2 separate regions of the Mus musculus genome follow, and region 1 is linked to region 2. Evidence: chromatin contacts called from public promoter capture Hi-C data. All regions are on one chromosome and are shown on one strand. Each heading gives the region's core, a stretch centred on a gene start, on an enhancer-like site or on the middle of the called end of the contact. The rest is flanking DNA. Distances are from core to core; before and after follow the strand shown. Region 1 holds the start of Pign (phosphatidylinositol glycan anchor biosynthesis, class N). Region 2 holds the start of Ppip5k2 (diphosphoinositol pentakisphosphate kinase 2).

The links. Promoter capture Hi-C pulls out the DNA fragments that hold promoters and counts their contacts.
Region 1: a promoter capture Hi-C map of pre-B cells shows a contact between it and region 2. The contact joins the promoter of Pign here to the promoter of Ppip5k2 in region 2. A contact is called at or near these places in 5 of 39 promoter capture datasets (the C10 cell line, cranial neural crest, hippocampal neurons and 2 more).

Annotation. Positions count from the first base shown.
Region 1 is chr1:105,659,011-105,665,425 of GRCm38.p6, forward strand. Pign (phosphatidylinositol glycan anchor biosynthesis, class N) reads right to left here and starts at 4,666. Exons shown (of 31, transcript NM_013784.3): 1 at 4,490-4,666; 2 at 283-356. Relch (RAB11 binding and LisH domain, coiled-coil and HEAT repeat containing) reads left to right here and starts at 4,851. Exons shown (of 29, transcript NM_173187.4): 1 at 4,851-5,623. The coding sequence starts at 5,098.
Region 2 is chr1:97,766,820-97,772,893 of GRCm38.p6, forward strand. It overlaps Ppip5k2 (diphosphoinositol pentakisphosphate kinase 2), which reads right to left and starts at 3,273. Exons shown (of 28, transcript NM_173760.5): 1 at 3,036-3,273. Gin1 (gypsy retrotransposon integrase 1) reads left to right here and starts at 3,353. Exons shown (of 8, transcript NM_026250.3): 1 at 3,353-3,436.

The DNA.
Region 1 (6,415 bases), core at 3,416-5,915, 7.9 Mb after region 2:
AAAAAGGAAAGAGGCACTTAAAATATGCTTATCAAATACAAACAAATTAGAAAAAATAAAATGAACCAAAAGATCAAACTATAAAACACCTTTTTTATTCTAAGGGTGAACAGAGTATTGAAGATTCCTTAGTAAACACATGCAATTTCAAATCTAATCTCTCAGTGTAATGTTGGCTTCGTTCCTAGTTTATATCATCATTAGCCTACACAGTGGGTACCAACATGGTGTTCTAAATATTATTAATGGAGATAAAGAAAAAATTAGCCAGGATTCTATTACCTTCTAAGTCAGCAGTTCTCAACTTGTGGGTCATGATTTCTTTGTGGGGTAAGACGACCTTTTTACAGGAGTCACTGAAAATAATTGGAAAACAGGTATTTACATTATGATTCATAACAGTAGCAAAATTAGTTATTATTAAGTAGCAACAAAAATAATTTTATGGTTGGGGTCACTACAACATATTAAAGGGTCACAGCATTGGGAAGGTTGGGAACCACTGTCGTAAGCAAATATTTGTCAATAGTTTCTTTAAAAATTTTATCTTATCTCTATTTTTATGGAGGCAAACACATTTGTATACTTTTTAAAAAATAGATATTAACATTTAAAAATGTTTTATTACATTTTGTGTTTGTTCGTGCATGTATGCATGCTTGTGTGTATATATGTGCAACTATGTGTGCTTTTGTGTGTGCAACATATGCATGTCATTGCACAAATGTGGAGATCAGAAGGCAATGCTGGGACCAAACACTGGTCTTCAGGTTTAGCAGCAATGCCTTTACCTACGGAGTCATCTTGTGGGCCCCAGCATTCGCTTTTCCTTGAACATACATTATTATTCTCTTAAAAACAAACTCCTCCCATATATCATGTCCCATTACCACATTTTTCCCTAAAATGAATCTTGACTAACAAATCCTAAACTGGAAAACACTGATGTAGTTTTTGTCTTCAATTTTTGACTACTAATAGCATCTATGTGATTAAATACAATAATATCTGTGGAGCTTTGGATTTAGCTCAGTGGTAGATTTATGGGTTTATTCATAACTGACTTTGATGATTTAATGTCTGCCTTTGTCATTTCACTATAATTCAAAGACAGCAGAAAAGGTCATCATCCGCATCCATCACATTACTATGCAATGATCATGTTTGCTCAAATCTAGGATTACATTTCAATGGCAATATGTGAAATAGTCACTAGAGGTCGCCTTGCTTCTCTCTTTGGGTTTCCTGGATAAGGTGTGTTAAGCTTCAAAGATACTTTCAAAATAAACCCCCAAACGCCAATGTTTTATGATTAAGTAATTTATTATATATGAAGGAAGTTACAGTAATTTGAAGTATGACTATTCACATACACTATCACATTTTCTCCAGCAATATAACTTTTTTTCATAAATGTAATCACTTCTTATTCACAATTATTAAAAAAGAAAACTTCACTAACATAGTTGTTTGGAAACTTCCAAAAACTTCCAAAAAAGTGCATAACTATTAAAACTTAAAACACACCTATGCATTTGCCTATACAAATATAGTTTATATCCGTGAGATATACACCACAATAAATTAAAAACTAACAAAGTATTAGAAAATATCAAACACTAAATCAAACAAACTTTGCATTTATATTATTTGTGGTTATTTAGGACTATGGAATTCTAAAATAATTTTAATATATAAATGATTTAAGTATTTAGGAGAAAAACCCTATCTTTTCTATTTTTATTGTTAAGAGACAAACTTCAATGACTATCCTTACTTATTCAGGTAAGATGTCAGCCCTAAAGACTTTGACCTAGGTCAGTCTTCCAAAGAAGAAAGACATTTTCCAACAACTATTAATAAATTATAAGTAGAGGGCAGAATTTCTTAATATCCCAGTGTGTGCATTAAAACTATTCAAGCATGATACTGAGAGGCAAAGTACCCTATGGGAAGATGGTTCAGCTGATTTGTTGAGAACTTGCAGTTAGACAAACAAGCCCTTAGTTATAGGATAGGAACTAGAAGCACTCCAGATGGTAGGTCAGCCACTAAACTCTACTTTCAACTTAAGACTCAAAGGCAAACCTTTTAAACCTATTTTTAATTTGTGCTTTCAAATTCAGTCCCTAAATTCATGCTGCTGCCTCTTTTTGCCCTACTGACATAACTTTCACAGGCTCTGCTAGTCATTGATACCCGTGTTTCAAAAACCTGCCAAATGTCCTCAGTATCCAGTATTTCATTGATTAACTGACTGTACTGGCTGGTTTTGTATGTCAACTTGACATAGGCTGCAGTTATCACAGAGAAAAGAGCTTCAGTTGAGGAAATGCCTCCATAAGATCCAGCTGTGGGGCATTTTCTCAATTAATGATCAAGGGGGAAGGCCCCTTGTGGGTGGGACGATCTCTGGGCTGTTTGTCTTGGGTTCTATAAGAGAGCAGGCTGAGCAAGCCAGGGGAAGCAAGCCAGTAAAGAACATCCCTCCATGGTCTCTGCATCAGCTCCTGCTTTCTGACCTGCTTGAGTTCCAGTCCTGACTTCCTTTGGTGATAAACAGCAATGTGGAAGTGTAAGGCGAATAAACCCTCTCCTCCCTAACTTGCTTCTTGGTCATGATGTTTGTGCAGGAATAGAAACCCTAACTAAGACACTGACCACACTAACATTTGCTGCCAACCAGCTACCAGGCACTGTGGCAAGAACATTCACAATTCTATGTACTTTCATTATCTCTCTGGGCAGATGAATGTAAGAGAAGATGGGAGAATTTAGGTCCAAACATTTTCAACGTCTCACAATAAATGATATGTATATGATGTGCCCTTCTATTATTTTAAGAGCAGTTTTCCTCAGGCACCCTAAAAGTATATTTCTAAGCATCGCCATTACAAAGAAGAAGAAAATACACATTTCTGCTCATGTTTTTCCCATGCCATTCACTAATCCTCCATTCCAAAATTTGGTTACATTTTTAATCTCTTTGACAATATCAAAGTTAGAACTGATACCCCCTTTTGCTAAGAAATGTGAAACATTAAAATATTGCTCATTCTATACTATTGCCATGTTACTGAGGATTTTTTTCCAGATTCATTAATAAATAGCACAGTACAGCATTTAGTCCAACGAATTGGAAGCTAAAAGTCTTATTTAAAAAAAAATCCTTACTACTAACACTATTTTTAAATTGCTTCACAATGTAGCAAGGGTCTTTATGGTCTTTTACTATTTGGGCTAACTTTCTCCCCATCTCCCGGTCTCCTATGCTCATTTAAACCACCCACCCCAACCTCCAGTATTCCCCCTCCCACCTTCATATCACATGTAACATACTTTAAAAGCTCCTGTTAAAAAGCCCAAATAATAACTATATAGTAATACCAACCAAAGAAAGCATTTCAGAGCCTCATTCAAATGAAATTTTAGTTTCCTGTGAGACTGATTAAACTGAAATTAAAACCTACACTTAACTGCTGGGATACTTTACATGTAAACCGGTAACCAGACCTGAGGTCATATAACAATGCTCTATTTTTATTTTCCACAAAGATAAAGGAGATACTTCATTATATATATCAGAGCAGATGGTTAGCACTGTTGGCTATTTATTTTGTTGTCTGTTAGGACCTGGTGTTAATAAGAACTTAATTCTAAAACCAGGAAAAAGTGGCATTCTATGTTTAACAAAATAGAAGATATGAGGGCTAGGAGTCTAATAGCGACAGGGAAACTTCTTATCACCTCAAACTACAATCAAGGAATAGCATAAAGGATAAATGATATTCCAAACCTACGAGTATAGTTATGTGCTAAATGTTTCATAAAGGCCATCAAATCTCTCTACAGAGTACAATTTTTTAAATCGCTAAAATTTGATTGATCCATAAAGAAAACCTCGATTCTAGCCTAAATGGACTTAGCAAGGTTTCAGGGGATTGTGGAAAAGAATGGTTTTGGACAAAAGATAGGTGATACTTGTTCCAACGAATGTGTCCTAGTGCAGTGGACATGACCAGGCCACTGAAGCGGCCCAGACAACTTAGTTGTACTGAAGAGATAGCGCTGATAGTTTGAAAAGTTCCTTTGATGTAAAGTGTATGTTAATTTCCATGGGTTTACATATTACTTAGTTTGTCGTCCAAGACCAGGCTGTTCACAGATGAGTGTAAAGGCATCTCGAAACTCAAATGTTGCAACTTCCGTCCAGGCTCTATCTGCACCCTTCAGCTTTCTAAGTCCTATTCCCGGACGGAGGGGGCGGGAAGGCGCCCTCCTTAACCACAAGGAGGCCATGCCGTCGCCAGATCTCCAGGGGAGAGAGCAGATGGCTGGGAAACTAGGGAAGAGCAAAGAAGCCAGATTCTGACCGCTGCTCAGAGCACTTGCTATCTGGGCGGTGACAGCAAACAGCGACAAAAAACTGAAGCGTGAAGGGAGAAGCGGGCGTGGGAACACCTTAAGTGCAAGGGTCCCGGGACTTTACCTGAGAACTATCCGGCTCAGGCCCAGTCTTGGGAACGGGACCTCCTCAGAACGAAGGCAGGACCCAGGGCGGTGAAAGATGTCGGGAGGGTTCCCTTCAACCCTCAAAAACCACAGCCAAATCGTACCCCTCAGCGACCTCCACCTCTACTGCTCCAGGGAACGCCCCCAACCTGCCCCAGGCCTTCGCTGCTCTCGCGATAACTCTCTGGCCAGGTCCTGTAACTCCAGCCAATCCTCGAGAGCTTGTGGGCGGGGTCTTATGTTTGAGCCTGGAGCGGTTCCTTCGATCTTGCCACTCCAAGGCCAGAGGTGGGTGGGGCTGAGGCGGGGACGGGGCGGGGCGAAGATGGGACCAAGCCAGTTCTCGCGAGACTAGGGACCAGGAAGACGCCTGCAGAGTCGGCTACTGGTGCAGCAGCGGCTGAGACGGGAGGTGCTGCTGCATACCGGGCTCCTGCCTCCCAGTCCGGCCTAGGCTCTAGGTGAGGAGAGGTGCGGTCGGCCTGGGCTGCCTAGGTGGTCGGCGGCTCTCGGGACCTAACGGGGATTCAGGCTGAGGGCCTGTCGGGCCAAGCAGGGAAGCACCCACATTCCTGACAGAATAAGATGGCGGCGATGGCGCCCGGAGGTGGTGGCAGTGGTAGCGGAGTAAATCCTTTCCTCAGTGATTCGGATGAGGACGACGACGAGGTAGCGGCAACCGAGGACCGGCGGGCAGGACTTCGGCTGGGTGCCGGGGTCGGCCTAGATCCTGGTTCTGCAGGCTCCCTGTCGCCACAGGACCCCATGGCCCTGGGAAGCAGCGCGCGGCCGGGGCTCGCTGTGGAGATGTCCGCCGCCCCGGCGGCTCCGGGGGGCAGCGGGGAGACCCCTGCCCGATTGTCAATCGATGCCATCGCCGCTCAGCTGTTGCGCGATCAATACTTGCTGACCGCCCTGGAGCTGCACACCGAGCTGTTGGAGAGCGGCCGCGAGCTACCACGACTGCGCGATTACTTCTCCAATCCTGGCAACTTCGAGAGGCAGAGTGGGACCCCCCCAGGGATGGGGGCGCCCGGGATCCCTGGCGCCTCCATCGTCGGAGGCGCTGGAGGTCGGGAACCGAGTACGACGTCGGGCGGAGGACAGCTCAGTAAGTAGGCGTCGCCTGTCACACCTGCAGATGGGGGATTAGAGTTGGAGTGCAGCTGAAGGGGATTGTGGGCGGGTACTGAGTCTAGGGTCGTCTTGAGAAGGGAGAGTATGTTGAGTGAGATGCGAGGTGTCCTGTGTACTGCAAACAGAAAGATCCTGCTGTAGCTCTTCTTTGCATTGGTTTCCGATCTTTGGCAGGTGTTGTACAGCTCCTGGCTCCCCGTTGGTGTTGGGACCTATAACATCAGGGTTTCCAGTTTATTGAGTATTATGGCACTCTAGAAAGCTTCCTTATTGCCTGGGCATTTTTCTCTAGGCAGTTTTCCTTTTTTCCCCAGGCTGTTGAATCACACTACGAGGAAATAAAATGTTTCTTAGTAATTCTTTGACTCAAGAAAAAGAACAAACAGGAAATGTCAGCCCTCTGTACTGAAGTTCAATCCACTGAAGATCTTTTGTCTTTGCTTTTCCATTATTTTGTATCATTAATATATGCTAATAAAAAGAAGGAAATGAGATGTGTCTGCTTCATAGAATGTTTTCTGTTTGAAATCAGTTTCACTACCCCAATTTCAATAGTATTCCGTATACAGGAAAGCTGTGGAACAAACAGACCAAGGATCTTTTACCAGCTTTCTTTTCAACATAGCACTGGGAAGGATTGTTTTTCTCTGAATAAGTGACTCTCACTTATTTTCTTTTTTTTTCTTTCTTTCTTTTCTTGCTACAATCATTCATTTTTAGCAGAGTAATCACTGGCCTAGTCATTATTTATATATAAGCTTTAATG
Region 2 (6,074 bases), core at 2,023-4,522:
CTCACAAAATGAAATTTAAGGTGAATCTGAGGAGATCTAGAACATTCTCAATGATTATTTCACTTGAAATCCTACAACTTCCACTGCCTATAGCCATAGCATCACACAATACTCAACAATTTGATCAATGTTCAGTCACGAGCTCCAAAGTGATATTAAATGCCTAGTCTGAAGTATTCATGGATTATTCAAATATCAGAATTGAACCTTTCTTTAGTTTTAAGATTGCTTTTGTAGCAATGGTCCTCAAATAAACTGGTTGCATCATAATAATAAACATATTACTGGCCTATCACAAAAAGCTTTGATCAGAAATTCTTAAGTAGAGAATTTATATTTTAATGAACTGACAGGCAGCTAGGTTTGAGACTTAACACTAGTTAAAAATCGAAATGTGTTTTAGTTTACTAGTTTCCTCACATGGCAAACAGCAACTAGGAAACCTTAACATCTCTCAGAACCACTTGGTGGACTGGAGCTATTAAACTGTAAGGTCTAGGGTTGAGTGCAATATTTTGCCTTCCTAAAATTCCAAGGTGATGCTGACATTGCTTGGAATCTCACCGTAAGAACTGCTCCACTCTTGAAAATTTAACTTTAACTCTTGCTCCCCACCCCAAAATTCCTTAGCAGCTCTAGGCAGCAGACAGAATGAGGTTATACATCACATACAGTTTTGAAGATTAAATGAGAACGCAGGCGGCCAGAACAGCTAGCATGCAGTAAGGACTCTGTAAACATTAGCTGTTTCTATAACTGGTTAACTATGGTTATAAATAAGATTTTTCTGACTTTAACTGGCAAAAAACAAACATAAGCAACTCAGTTTAGAATGAACCTTCTAGCGAAGGCTGCCTGTGCAGATCCTCTTCTGATGGTCTTTGTGGAGACCTTTTTCAAGGCTCCAGTTTTACTTGGCTGCTCCACACCGGACGACCTACTGCCCTGGACAAACAGTCCTCTCTCTCATATGTTTACTCATTCTGGCTTGAGCTGCCTCTTCCTTAAATTAACACCCCGAATAAGCCATCAGTCCTGTATAGTATCTAGAGTTCCCTTACAAAAGTCCCCCAAGCTATCTTTCCATAGGTTCCACTAAAGTCCAGAAGTCCAGCCCCGGAATTAGTAAATTTCCACTAAAAATAAAAAAATTAAAAAGGAAACTGGAGCTCCATCAACTGCTGTTCAACCGGAATACAAACACATAACTGGTTTTCCTGAGATCCCAAAGCATTTTCTAGTGGAAACTTTATTATAAATGATAGCTAAATTCCAAGGCACTAGGAAGAAGTTACATAAAAAGTGTTAAATATTGGTTTCTTCCTGCTAGGAAAGGCAAGCTAGAATAGGTTTTTCGATTATATAAACCAAGACAGTTCCAAGTTCCATACAACTTTGGCAAATGACTGATTCCTCTCCCTCTTCAAAAGGTATACCTCTTTCTGCTGAGTCAGCATTTCTGCCTGGAATTTACCTTTCTGCTGAGTTAGCTTTTTGGTTTGGATTTTATTGCCATTTTAGAGGTAGTTCCTATTCCTGAAATAAACTGGAAGACTTCAAAGAATGCTTCCCAGACTCTTCTCATGCATCTACCAAACCCCAAACACATTTCTTAACCTTTTTGTCTCCTTGTGCTCCATACGTACCTTTCCCAATGATCTGTTTCACACCTGACAATGATGTGAGTGCTCAGGGTTTTGTTTCTAATTATCAAACATTTCAAATTATCAGAAAAACTAAATGAACTACTCTTATGCCTAGTATTAGATTCAATAGTCTATCAATTGTTAAATTTAATACCTTTATAATTACCTAAAAACTGAGATAGCAAGCATTGTACAATTATGAGCCTTCTAGTCATCAGTTTTTCCACTTGCCTTTTCAAAAAATAGCCTATGCTGCAGAAAATACATTCGACAGTCTGAAATATGTAATTCTACAGCACATACAGAATTTGCAGAAAGATCACGACTGTCATTTGTCACACACATATACACAAGCACACTATGGATGCATAACCTCTGATAGTTAGTGAAGAAACTGGAATAACAAGAGCAATGGCAGGACAATAGAATACAGATGCTGGATTCAGATCTAGTTTCTAGTAAACACTCAAAGGTTTTCCTGTGGCAAAATGTAACCAGGGTAAGTTCCACTACCTCACTAACTTTCCATTTTCCGGCTTAAAAATATAATAACCTAACAACCTTCACGAGCCTCTTGAAAGGATGAATGACAATATATGTGCAAACCATGTGGTACTGTTACACACTAATATCAGCTATCGTTATATTATTGCTCAAAAACCACGGGTTTCAGTTAGAAAAAAAAAACTGTAATAGTGAAACAAAATCCTGCCCCGGTATAGGCTAATGCTTAAGTCAGCCATGCTTCCTACTTCTGTGTCTTCCAGGACGCAAAAAGCAAAACGACCATTACCACAAACCTCAAGAATGGTAACTCTCAGGAAGTTGTCCAGAACCTCCAGGATGAGATCCAAAGGTCACTATCTACATGGGAGGACGCAACGCTGTGTAATCGATAAGGCGCGGGTGCGGCATTGACCTGCAACCTCGTCTCTTACCTTGCAACGCCGCTGTGCACACACACACAGTGCTTTTGTTCTTTGGAAGTGGGTGTGGAAAGCAAAGACAAGCAGAGCAAAGGATAGGGAATGAAACAGACACCTCTCCCCACAGAAGAAGCCAAACAACGGCGCACCCCTCGGTGAACGGAGATCCAAATACAAGTCGAACGTGGGTAGCTCCCTAACTAGCGGGACTGCAATTTCGGGCTTTTCAAACTCTAGAAATGAAAAGAGGAAGCGACTCGGGAAGCGGAGGAGAAATCAAGCCTGAAAGGGACCCTGGGGATGTTCTGTCACTCGTCCACAAGCACGCTGCCCTCCGCGACTGTCCGTGGCTCTTGCAAGACCACGTGTCCCGCATCCGCACCGTGGAGCAGAGACAAAGCAAACACCTGGAGGCGGCGGCGAGCCTCGGGCTGCCGGAGATGTCGCCTCTCCCGGTCCTCACCTGCCGTGGCTGCGGGCAGCAAGCGATCTGCGGGAGATGCTTGAGCCCATCCAGGTTTCGGTTCCTCCCCCTTTAATTGCGGGGGCGAGGGAAGGACGCTTGTGCCGAGGCGGCTCTCGGAGGCGTGGACCTGAAGCTTCCCTCGCCGGCCACCGCGGAACCGCTGGCACTGGCACACCTCAGGAGCCTCCGACACGCCTCTTCCCTGCCCGCCCTCCACAGGGCTCCCACGGAAACTGCACCGGCCGGAACAGTTTCCGGCGGACCAACGACCCGCCTGAGCCTTCCTGTTCCACAAGCGCCACCAGAACTCCGACCCCCGGCAGTTCCGCTTCCGGTAGCACCAGATAAATCGCGAGAGGAGAGTTAAAAACCTGCCGTTTGCACTTAGGACCACTTCGGTGAGTGGTCGTTCTAGTGTGTTCTGTCATACCTATTTTTCTTTATTTTTTTCTTCATTTTTTTTAAAAACGGAGACGTAGCCTTCCAGTAACTTTAAAACGGTCCCCTTCGACTGCTCTAAGGACGGGTTTGACTAGCGGAGGTTTCGCGCAGGCGCCGTTTGGGGCGGGAGGGCCTTGAACTTGCACAGCGCCGCGGATGGTGGCTGCAAAGAGGCGAGGACTGTTGGGCTCAGGGAGGTGGCGACTCGGTATAATTGAGCTGTCAACGGTCCTTTTCCTGCTTAGGCAAGGATTAGCGGGACCTAGCCCTCAGGGGTCCGTTAACGAGGTGTCAAAAAGCTTGCGGAGCTCTCCCTTGCCGGCGGCGGCGAATGCTGGACTGCCTTCAAAACTCGAGTGCAGCGGCGCTTGTCCGAAGCTGGAGGAGTTTCGTCCTGCATAGTAGTCACCATTCAGTGTGAAAACGTACACCTGTGTAAAGGAACGAGCTCAAGGGGGGTGGGGTGGGGACCTTAAAGCTCTAAAGGGAAAATACACTTTTTAAAAAAATCTCAATTTTCAAAATGGACCTGAATTTGTCCTGTGCGGCTTTATCTGTATGCATATGGAAATAAAGGGAAAAGAGGCAGGGTATGGTCTGAAGTATTGCCGCCTCAGGCTTATCCCTGCCTCCTCCCAGTTAATATATAATTGTACGGGTTCAGTTTTCAGAGATTAAAGCAGAATAATTCAAAAGTCGGAACCCTAATCCCACAATCCTGTGTTTATTAAAACATTACAACTTTTGTGTTTTGAAGTTAGAATACAAACTTACTGTGTAACCTTTCATTGGCTTTAATAGTAGCTTCATGCTAAAAATAAAAAGAATAGTTAATTGTTTTCATTGGTTACGCAAGACAAAATTATAGATGTTAAGCAATAAGTATTGGTAAAAATATTTGTTGTTCTTAACGTTGTACGAGGAACATGCTGTAAAGACCTAATCAAATATCCTGATGAAATTGCAACACTTTGGTGCTCAGCTTTTAACGGAATGCATATGCCCAGCTGCCTCACCCGAGCTGACCGGCCTCCCTATCATGGGACACAGGGCTGTCCAACTGTGACTCAGAATAAACCATTCTCCTTGGTGCCTTTCCTGCTCATTTTATAGTAACAGTGACACGGTAGCTAATGTGGGCAGCTCTCACAATTGAGAGGCTTCTGTACAGCAAAGGAAACATTTGAGTGAAAAGATACCCTGCATAGTAGGGAAAAACCATTCCCACTAGTAGAAGACTGCTGCCTGGAATGTGCAGAGAAATCAAAATACTAAGGAAAAAATACAGAATCCAGTTTTATAAGTGGGTAAAGGACTGAGTGAAAAATTCTCAAAAGAGAAATACATGTCATCGAAACTATGTTTTAAAACTGTTAAACATCTTTATCCACTAGGTAAATGCAGATTAAGACAAATTTGAAATTTCATCTTAGGCCATTAAGGTCACCATCCTTAAGAGGTCAAATAACAAAATGACAAAAGCATGCAGAGGTGGGAGGAAGGGAGCTCTTATTCAGTTCTGGTGGGGTATGAACGGGTGCGGCACTACATGGGAGTAAGCTCGGGGCCTCTCACAAACTAAAACTAGAACTTCCACGTGACCCAACTCTCCGGCTTCTGGGCATATCCCAGGGTATGTGAATATTTTCACAGAGACATTTACATACCTTTGCTTACTGCTCTTGTATTCACATTAGCAAGGAAATGAGATCACTCCAGATGTCCATCACAGAATGTCTGTAGAATACATGTGCTATGGACTGGTACTCAGCCTTAGAGGGAAATGACATTAATAAACATTTCAAAAGCAAACCAAAAGGAATGACACTGGAAAATACTGTCCTAAGTAAGTTAGCTCAGGCTGAAAAAGATACCTATGTTCTCCCGTGTTCTGACGTATTCTTCTTAGATCTAATCTTAAGACATAAATGTGTTAATTTAGGGGTGGTTATGTGTAGGGGCCAGGAATGGAGAAGAGAGTCCATGATGGGGCGGGGGGACCAGTTCTGAGGGAGGTAACGGAGACCAATTGAACACATATGATATGAACATGCAATAGAGAATACAGAGAGGGCGAAAATGTGAAAGGAAAAGGGAGAGAGGAGTGAGTGAACGGTGGGGCCAACAGGAAATAAGTATGAATTCCATACAGAATCCTACTGCTTTTTACGCTATTGTAATATCATAATAACATAATAACGATATAATATTTTAGATTGTAATAAAGAACTTATCCAATAGGGAGTTCTTCAGTGACAGGGTCTTAAGTGGGACGACCAGAGGATGAGAAGACAAAGAAGAAAGTAAAACCAGGATCAGGGATCTTGCCAAAGCTGATGGCTTATGTCAAGCAAGTTTATTAAGAAGTACAGCATTGTAAAAAGAAGTTTGAGGGAGAAGTGGGACCATGTCAGTGGAAGGCACTGTCACATAGTGAGACAAAGACAGCAGAAATGTTGCTAATCAAGTCATGGTGTGCAAAGGGAACACTGAGTATCTCTAGAGCACCAGGACTGAGTGTGCAGTGACCTTGGCACTCCTATCTATAGCAACATTCAGTGGCAAAGGTTAGGTTCTCCAGACCTAAAGCTACAG